2 separate regions of the Xenopus tropicalis genome follow, and region 1 is linked to region 2. Evidence: chromatin contacts called from public Hi-C data. All regions are on one chromosome and are shown on one strand. Each heading gives the region's core, a stretch centred on a gene start, on an enhancer-like site or on the middle of the called end of the contact. The rest is flanking DNA. Distances are from core to core; before and after follow the strand shown. Region 1 overlaps plekhg5 (pleckstrin homology domain-containing family G member 5). Region 2 overlaps plekhg5 (pleckstrin homology domain-containing family G member 5).

Region 1 (4,925 bases), core at 81-2,580, 83 kb after region 2:
ATTTTTAAATTGTATTGAAATGAACAGTAACACCAAAAAATAAAATGTATCATAGCAATTAAAATATAAATTGTTGCCCTGCTCTGGTAAGAGTTGTGTGTTTTCTTTAGAAACCCTACTATAGTTTATATAAACAAAGCTTCTATGTGGCCATGAGTGCAGCTATTCAAATTAAAATAGGGCTAAATGGCACAGGTTACATAGTGGTTAAGCACTGTAAAACACTGTTGTGTTCTATGGAGCTTATCTGTTATCTGCTATGTAACCTGTGCCTTTTCCCCTTTTTTTAGCTTGAAGGGTTGTCCCCATGGCTACACAGCAGCTTTGTTTATATAAATTATAGTAGGGTTTCTGAAGCAAACACAACTTTTACCAGTGCAGGACAGGAGTACATTATATTTTAATTACTTTAAAACGCTTTTGGTGTTACTGTTATTTAATGTTAGAAACTCTAAAATGGCACTATGGACAATCATGTAGTTAGTAGACTGGAATACACCCCTCTGGTTCAGTCATTCTCTTACATTAGTTGCCTTGTATCCAGAGGCAGGTGAGGTGCCTAGGGAAGTGCCAAATAGAAATCCAGTAAAACTAGAAGAACAAGATATTGAGGTAAAGGATTAAGGTGGCCACACCGACTGACAGATGTGCTAGTTTGGTGAGGTTGGCAAACAAGCAGATCTGGGCTCAATTGTTCCACCCACTTGCAGTGCCAAATTGGCATGATCCGATTGTTGGCCCTGAGAATTACAAGGACCGCATCAATGCGCAGATACGTTGCTCTTCCAACAGTATTCTCAAATCTGGCTGATTAATATCTGTCTGATTTCCATCCACATATGGATTGAGCCATATATGGCCACTTTTGCTGTCACCCCAGCAACTATGTATTCGTCAGAGATTAATTCTAGTTTGTCATTACCAGTGTCAGTGACCCTGGCAACCACACTGCATTTTAAGGTTGAAGGCAGAAGAGGAAAAAAAATTGCAAGCCATACAAAATAAAAAATGAAGATCAATTAAAATAATAGATCTTTCTATAATACACTAAAAGAGTATTTAATGGTCAAGTATAAGCCTTCCCCTTACAAAAGAGGGCCGGCAAATGAACCAGAATTACACATATAACATTTTCACTGACAGACGTTTACCCAGTGTCACAGTCTGTCTCCACATCATACCCCAAAAGCAACCATCAATCTCTTTATCTGTACAGACTGCAGAGAATTGGGACTTACATTACTCTGTTCTGTTGTCACATATCTATACATCGCACAAAGGCACCCACCGGTGTTATTGTCATGCACTTGCTTGTGATAAAAGAAGCTGAGGCAGCAGAGACTTGGGAATCCTACTGTGTTGCCCTCCCCTACATCCCGCTATCTCCAGTCTCATTGTGTTGTCTGCACTTGCATAAAGGGAAATGGTTTGAATGGGACCATGATATATTTCAATAAATTGCAGAGCATTTGAACTGCTGAGCTCTACCACCCACATTTTAAGACGACAAAAATCAAACAGATGGCGGGTACCATTCAGAGTTATCCCTGTAGCCAACTTGAGCCTCCAATACCAACAGAGCCAACAAGTACAGTTGCTATTAACACTTATGGGAAGCTGATGTTTAATATGTTATGAATCTGCCTTCAAGACATTTACGCAAATAAATTTCAGCAAGTTGGTGGAAAGTTTGCAGAAAATAGAAATTATTATTAAGTAACAAATGATACCTTTCATTGTTAATGTTCAAAGGCAATCTATATTATCTATATAGATATATTCTATATATATTATCTATATAATAAAATCTGTTTTATCTGACATTTGAATTTTTATTTAAAGATTTACTAAATAGTTTTACCCCAGTTAGTAATATAAATATATTCATATAAATAAATAACCTCACCAGCCAGCCACAAAAGGCTTCCCCCAGAAATAGCCAGAGGAAAAATTCTTGGCAGAAAGGGAACAGATGGTGCATTATGCCAGGGCACATTATCACAAAATAAAAAGAGGCAGTAACACAAGAAAAAGCAAAAATGCATTCTATACCTTTATATATGGTATATATCTGAGCATGATGGAGGCCACCATTGTTGCAAAGCATCTTATATATATTGGAGCTTCTAAAGGAACTACAAAGCTGTTAGAAGAGCAATTTATTTTAATGTGTGTGACAGCTTTTTATTTTATTTGTGTTACTTTTGCTTTAAATACAGATTATATGGCCAGGTTGTAATTAGGATACCTTGGTTAATGGAGACTAACTGGGACAAACAATAAACATATGGATAAGCATGAAACATTTAAATGTATTGTTCCTCCTGCAAAAGAAAGCTTTTCTACACTGTATGGCCAAAATAATCCAGACACCCCTTCTAAAATTGCATGATCTTAGCTGGAACATTCCCCGCTGAGATCCAAACTACTCTGGAAGCCACATCAGCAGAGGAACTATTTATTGGGAGCACGAGTTCTGTATGTGGACACACCCAAATGACTCCATTAAGAATGACAATAAGCGGTCTCATACCCACTGCCACGGGCACTATATCACCATGGCATCATCAGGGCATGATGTGCAAGTCTGTTATCTCTGTGATGCTTTGTGATTTGGTTTTGACTTGACTTTATTGCAGTGGCTTATGCTGATAATCTGTTATGTTTGTAATCAGTGGTGTTACAATAATTTAACAAACAAGTGTTACAGAGTAAAAAAGCTTACAGTCTTAAGGGTTATAATTGTAAGAATCTAAAACTTTCACTATTTAGCATTAAGACCGACACACATGGAGCTGATTCTCACCAAGCGAATAGATACTACCCAAGAATCAGCTCCTCCACTTTAAAAATCTTTTAGTTATGCCTGCTCCCAGAAGCATTGAATCCATCCAGGTACAGGCAAACTCAAGCAGTTTCAGGCAGAAATATGCTATGTGTGCAGGGTTGGACTGGGGGTGTAGGGCCCTGCAGGTGCACCCGCCGGCTGTGTCCCCCGCTGTACCACTTAACATCCCGCAGGGGCCCCCTACTGAGCCTTCCTAAACCCCTCACAGGGGCCCCACCCGACATCCTCCCCCGAGCGCACGTAAATTGAACGCATCAAGGGACGAACACCGTCAGCCACAGGAGTGCCAGCAAGGGTCGGGTCGGGTCTGGGCCACTGGGGCACACCGGGTTTTTTCCCGGTGTCCCGGCAGCCCAGTCCAACCCTGTACATATGCCTACACTCGTAGCATATGCAAGCAAAATTAATGATACGTAGCATCATGATAAACATATTTTGTATCTGCAAATGGAATGTGGTGATCAGAAATCAGCCCATTAACTCCCTTATATGGAATTTTTCCTTCATTTATAAAATGTCTGAAAGTAACATTTACCAGGAAAAAAACAGATTCAAGTCAAATAAATAAAGTGCTGCCTTGTATATCCCAGTGTGTTGCAACAGCTATAATTTTACCTTGGTTTCAAGTTTCTTATTTTGTATTTTTAGACCCTGAGCATTTAACTGGACTCAGTAAATCTTTGTGACTGACCAAGTATTTAAAAATGTATCATATTATACTCTATGTGGTATCTTTGGAAAAAAACAAACTTTTTTAATTGAAGGAGATTAGAAGGGATCTCTCTCACCTCACAAAAAAATAATAGAATTTCCAAGAGTTGGATTGTGCAGTCCCTGGATACCACTAACAGCTGCTATTCAGATTAGAAGGTGACCCCAATGGCAGCCAGAGTCAACTCCTTCACCCTGGGACAGTGAGCTAGGCTTCCAGCCTTGTGGGTTTATTTTTCAAAAGGCTTGTAGAACTACGGTATCTACCATGCATGTGTATATACAGTGTAACGTTTGATTACTTTGGGATGAATGGGAAGTCGGACAAAATTACAAGGTACTTGATGGCACATTGTCCTCAGCAATTAACATTGATTGGTCTACTGCACTTAGAAAAGGAATTGGTTGTGTAATTTTTTTTTCTGGTGGGGTCTGCATCTGAATATCTTTATGCCACTGACAGATAAACGGTAAAGCACTGTATAAAATGATTCAGTGCTTAAAGGTAACTGCTAAAAAAGTAATGCCAAATGCCCACTCTGCCCTTTCTTATAACTGCCCCTAATTGGCCTCATGTATTGTACCCAAATTTAACAATAAGGTGGATTTAACAGTAACAGTGAGTATCTGTTACTGCCCTGTGTGCATGAAGAAAGAAGTGAAAGCCCATTATATCACAATGCCAAGTAATGGGCGATGACAGCTGATTTTGTTACATGTACAACTTTATGAATCAGGGACTGACAGATGGAATTAAACTTCTGAGGTGTAAAATGCCAACAATGAAAACTATGCCAGGGCCGCTCCCCACTGGCCTGAGTCGAAGCTTTATTACTGTTCACTGAATGGCTATTTTCAAAAGACTGCATAAACATGCGCCAAGCAGAGAATGCAATAAAGCCCACATCACTTCAATGTAGTTAAAATGTCATCTGGGTTTCTAATCTAGAAAGGTTTCTGAGATAGCTGAATTCAATTACTCAGAGCAGAAGGCAGAAAACCTACTCAGCTCAGTGCACCGTGTGCCTGTCTGAAGATTCACTGTACCAAAGGACAATCCAGCGATGCATTGCCAGTCAGTTCATTAGAGGCCCCTCTGTACAGCATCAGGCTTGGCATTCCAAGCAGCCAATTCTTGCAAGACATCTGAAAGCTACCCTGGATACAGACCTGTCATAAAGGATATCTCATAGCTACTTTACAGATGTGCTAACAGAACCATAATTACATAATAAAGAAGGAACGGCACAGTAATTATAGGGTGAACTACATGCCTAGACTTTAAGGGGCCGATTTACTAATCCACGAACGGATCGAAAGTGTCCAAATGAGTTTTTTTCGTAATGATCGGTATTTTGCAATTTTT
Region 2 (4,836 bases), core at 1,442-3,941:
CACCCAGATAGCGGCTGAAATACCAAAGCTGCTAAACAAAAAGCTTAGTAACTGAAAAACCATAAAAAAATAAAAAACTAGGACCAACTGCAAATTGTCTCAGAATAGCAATGTCTGCATTATACTAAAAGTTAATTTCAAGGTGAACTACTCCTTAAAGAATTGTTTTTTGCCCCTCTGATAAATAAGCCCTTTTTATTGAAAACCAATAAGATGATCTGTATCATAGGAAATAGACATCTGGGAAAAAATAGGGATGAATTTGCCTGCTTCTAACCCACATAATGCCGTCTTGTTACCATTCTATGCTGAGAGAGCATGGAGGAGAGCGTGCAAGTCAGTTGTATTACAGGCAGTACGTGCTCTGCCTATCTGAAAATGTTTTTCTAACCTTCTCCAGTTGTACTGTATATAATAAAGCACCCCACCACTGACAGATGTAATGATATTGCTTAACTTCCTTTTTCATTTTCCCCTCTGTATTCCTCTAATGGCAATGTTAAGAGATAAATGTAATGTTTCCTTTTGTATTGTTTCAAGCTTGCAGATTTGCCACTTTTTATCATTACACGTGTTTATGCCCTTAAAGTGCATGACAACCCCCAAAATAATTTTTTGCCTAATAAAAGAAAACATAATTCCAACATTCCAATGTGAATTCATCCAAAATGTTTAGTGCTTCAAAAGTTAGTTGTAAATGTAATTGCTACTGAAAGCAGCATTTGCTGAACTCCTGGTTGTTACTTTTTAAACAAAGTTGCAAAGCCAGTCTCCTCCAGCAAGACAGTAGTTATGGGCAGGCCACTCAGACACCCGGGGGACTCGTAGGACCTGTGGGTCGGATGGGTTCAGGCCAACACGCACATAAGTTCCTCGGGTCACGGGTGGGTTTGGGCCGAGCTCTTCCTGCCGCCCTTTCCGCCTGCGACCTAACTGAGCCCCACTTCTGCCTACAGGAGCGCCGATTTATATATGCGCGTCTGCCTTGCCCTGCCCCCTCCGTGACGTCAGAGATGGGAAGGTCAGGCACAGGTATATAAATAGCCACAGAGCAGCGGTCAGGCGAGGTTTGGGAGAGGGCATGTTAGGGTTGGGTGCGGGTCGAATTTTCGTCTGCTCGAACATCTCTACAAAACAGGTCTGTCACTCTGCTGGCTTGTGTTACATTGTTTCAAATGCCAGAGCCCACAGGGCAGGGAATAGAAATGACAGGCAAACACTGCTTCTAAGGGTGAAGACACACGGAGCTACTAGTAGCAGCTACTTGTCATGGCAATTCTTAGTATTACAATTATTCAAAGTCTGCTCTAAGCCATGCAATAAATTTAATCAAAATTTAAACAGCAAGTCAAAGCATTTGCTCACCCCTTCATAAAATCGGCCCAGGTGCCTTGCCCCGGTCCTTCACCACACTGATCCAATGGTCTGGGTGCAGCGCCCCAGATCCGTAGCAAAGGGAGACCCAGCAGTCACAAGCACAATTTCTCTGGTGGGTGCGCACTCCAAACACAAATGGAGGTGGTTAAGAAACAAAGCTTTTTTTCAGTTAAAAACCAAGCAAATTTGGAATAAATGTGTATTGCAGTTGCTTAGAATTATGTTTTCTTTAAATTGGCAAAAAATTATATTTTTGATTGACTTGTCCTTTAAAGAGTGATCTGGCTAATCAAACTTTGTTGCAGTTGAACCACATCAGCCAGTTGGAAGACAGGTTGACCAATGGGGCCTCTGGCTATCATCCACACAGCAAAGAATTCTGATTGGTTGGTCTTAGCAACCTTTAACTGGATAAATCCAATTTGGGCATTTGTATGTATAGCCAATTGATAGAACAATCAGACATGCCCATTAGTGATCTGTCCCATTCCGCTTCACCAAAAAATTTGTGGAACTGCTGAAAAATTTGCAAAATGGCGAAAAATTCCCAAAATGCAGCTAGCGGATGACTTTTATGAAAAAAAGACAACGGTTTTGATGCAACAGCGGATTATTTGACACAACCGCAATTTTTTTGATGTGCCGAATTTTTTGGGCAGTTTCACAAAAACTTTGGTTGGTGAGTCCATGCCTCATTGCTAATGCCCATAATGAACACTTAAAATGCCAACAACCATAGCATTTATAAAGCTGGTAAAAAACCATCCTTGTTCCAAAGCCCTATATTCTACTGTTCAGGGTTCTCCTTTGACCTATTGCATGCAGTGTGCTTAATAGCAACAAGTGGAATGGCAAGATGAAAAGGTGCTGACATTAAAAAGGTTAAAAATATTTTATACTGATACCTTTGTTTTCAATTGATTAAACAGTAATCTGAATGTTATGTTTACTATTCCTGTAGTCATATATACAGTAAGCATGCAGCACTTTCCATCATAAGCCACACTCTAATTGTACCTTATCTGGTTAGATCTGTACAAGCCAACTGGGCTTTCATGTATAGTAAACAAGTTAAAATGTGTTTTCATTTCTAGATTAGATATCATTGTTATTAGTATGGCTGGCTAATCTAAGCAGCTCTGCATTGTTATGCCTTCAGGGAAGAAGACTTTTCATGAAATAGTAATAGTAGTAATTTGTAATTTAATCCAGTGCAGTCACTGTATGGAGGTAATGGGAGTTGGGCACTGTTTCACATGGAGACAGGTTTCATCCTGGTGTTTTTCGTGCAAAGGCAGATGTTAAACTTAAATTGACATTGTTCTAAACAGGCTAAGAAGAACAATGCCCATTCCTCCTTACTGACTGCAGCCATTGTTGCTAAGCCAACATGTTACCAAGTTCCATTAAAAGGTAAAGATTGTCTTTCCCGTGCCACAGTATTTCTAGTCTTGTTTGGGACTGGTTGACATTCTAGAGGCATTGGCTATTAATAATTCTGGACTGAGGTGGGATTGCAGAGTATCCTCACATGAGTATACATGCCCAGAGCAGCAGCCTACAGTCTCACCCCTGCATGGGTGGTCACTGCATTTGCTGATGCCTGGAGTCTGGCACCCCGGACTAGTAACAACATATTAGATAAGAGTGTGATGACAAGTCTTTGTTTGCATAAAGTGTATAAAATAGTGTTCTGCTTTTATATAGTTTATAGGGCATTTCGCTTCTTACTTTGAGTTACTACAACTGGCCATTAGATTTTGGTATATTAAAAAGAAAAATCTTCAGTTATTATTAATAAGATACATGGTAGAGTTTTTTCAGCTCAACTAAACAAGGTATCTGCCAATTGTGGGAGATAAGATCATGTATTTTAACTAGTGTTTTAATTTAGTGTTGATGTGTTTCAAGCCCTATTCTGGTTTTAAGCCCTATTTCCGCATCAACATTTGTCCTGCTCATGATAAGCTTATTGATGCTGTATACAAAATATTGTCATTACTGTCCTCCCTGCTAAAGTACTCCAAAGTGTATCAAGAAAAATTTCACCCCAAATCCTACTCTAATTGTTGAACTGGCAGCAGGTCTGGACTATGATTCAAAATAGGCCCTGGCATTTCAAGTACACAGAGGCCCAAGCAACAACCCCAACTGCCTAATAATAATGATTGTCTCTGGCATCTTACAGCAGCCCCTCTGGCATTTGCCAGTATCCACAGATTTTCAATACGGGCCTGACTGGCAAGGATATAAATATAGAAAATGTAGATCCTCTAGTGGGGTCCAGCTGGGCACATGAAAGATCAGAAGCAAATGTCTCCTTTTATTTTAGGTAATTATAACAAATCCATAAAGTAAGGCTGAACAGTGACTTGTTGCTTGCATTATAAATTTGTAATACAAACACAATGTACTAAAGGCAAGGTGTGGCCGCCATGGGCATCACCATGGAACTAAGCATACGCCAGAGGAATTGGAGCTCAGGTGTAAAATGTGTTGCACAGCTGAGGCCTAGCAGGGTATTGACCCCTGGGAATAAGCTGTAACATTGCAACCTTGTGAGTTATTGTTTTTGGAGTTAGCCTTCATTTAAAAACGGAAGGGGTTACATAGGTTAAGGCAAAAGGCAGTTGTGTAGCATTCTATATGTTCTGCTTTTTGCAAATATTGGCGAAATATATACATATTTTTTAAATCAATCTTACAATTTATGCTGGTCTTAAAAGAAATTTTTGGTTTTGTTTTGTTTCACTAAAAACCCAGCTGCATGTTCCACTCCTGGGAGGAAATAGGAATTACATATTCAAGACGTCCATGTAAAAAGATCTTCTGGTCATTAAAGAACTAGTTTTTTTTCTACTTACATCTGTGTGCCTTCTCCTGGTTTTCTTCTTGCTTAATTTCAGGCCTGCAGCTTTCTTGTCCCTGTAGGATGGAAAGTGAAAGGCAAAAAAACCGACGTATTAGTGAAGGAAAGCTGAAGTGACACATCAAAGGGTGCGAGGGAGTATCGCTGAATCACGCAACAGGCTGGATCCCAGAGACGCCAGTTCTGTTCCCTGGAGGGCTGGGACAGTATGAGCCTTGCTAGTCTCCTGCTTGCACCCGAGCCATCCCTTCCTGCCCTACTGCAGGGCTGAAATTAATTATGTACCTTATTTTAATTAATATATTATAGGAAGACATTGGGCTGCATTAAAGGGTCCATGGAAACCCACCCCTCAATTGCATGGAGATTTGGGTCCCGATTCATAGATTAAGTATCATATCTTACATAGGTTAGAACTAACTTATACTTCTTCTTTTCGGGGAACCTAAATTATGCAAAATCAACTATGTGACCTTTGCCTTAAAGGACACGTCAACCCAAAAAATATTTTTTTGCCTAATAAAAAAAAATATTTCTAGTATAAATTTTTGTGCTACAAAAGTTATTTGTAAATGTAACTCCAATGGAAC

What was found. A called contact is a pair of places that touch in the nucleus more often than the background predicts.
Region 1: a Hi-C map of neurula embryo shows a contact between it and region 2, with 1.8 times the contacts expected there. The contact joins two enhancer-like sites. A contact is called at or near these places in 4 of 5 Hi-C or Micro-C datasets (brain, gastrula embryo, neurula embryo and 1 more).

Annotation. Positions count from the first base shown.
Region 1 is chr7:99,398,106-99,403,030 of UCB_Xtro_10.0, forward strand. The region is part of intron 2 of plekhg5 (pleckstrin homology domain-containing family G member 5); the gene reads right to left. Among named protein-coding and RNA genes, the nearest start is that of plekhg5, 42 kb to the right of the region's middle. Within about 2 kb of position 1,331, at least 2 of the 11 cell types and tissues checked have an H3K27ac peak or open chromatin away from gene starts, as enhancers often do. A contact at or near this core is called in neurula embryo, where this site is marked.
Region 2 is chr7:99,313,655-99,318,490 of UCB_Xtro_10.0, forward strand. It overlaps plekhg5 (pleckstrin homology domain-containing family G member 5), which reads right to left. Exons shown (of 22, transcript XM_031905609.1): 5 at 4,242-4,302. Among named protein-coding and RNA genes, the nearest start is that of tnfrsf25, 73 kb to the left of the region's middle. Within about 2 kb of position 2,692, at least 2 of the 11 cell types and tissues checked have an H3K27ac peak or open chromatin away from gene starts, as enhancers often do. A contact at or near this core is called in neurula embryo, where this site is marked.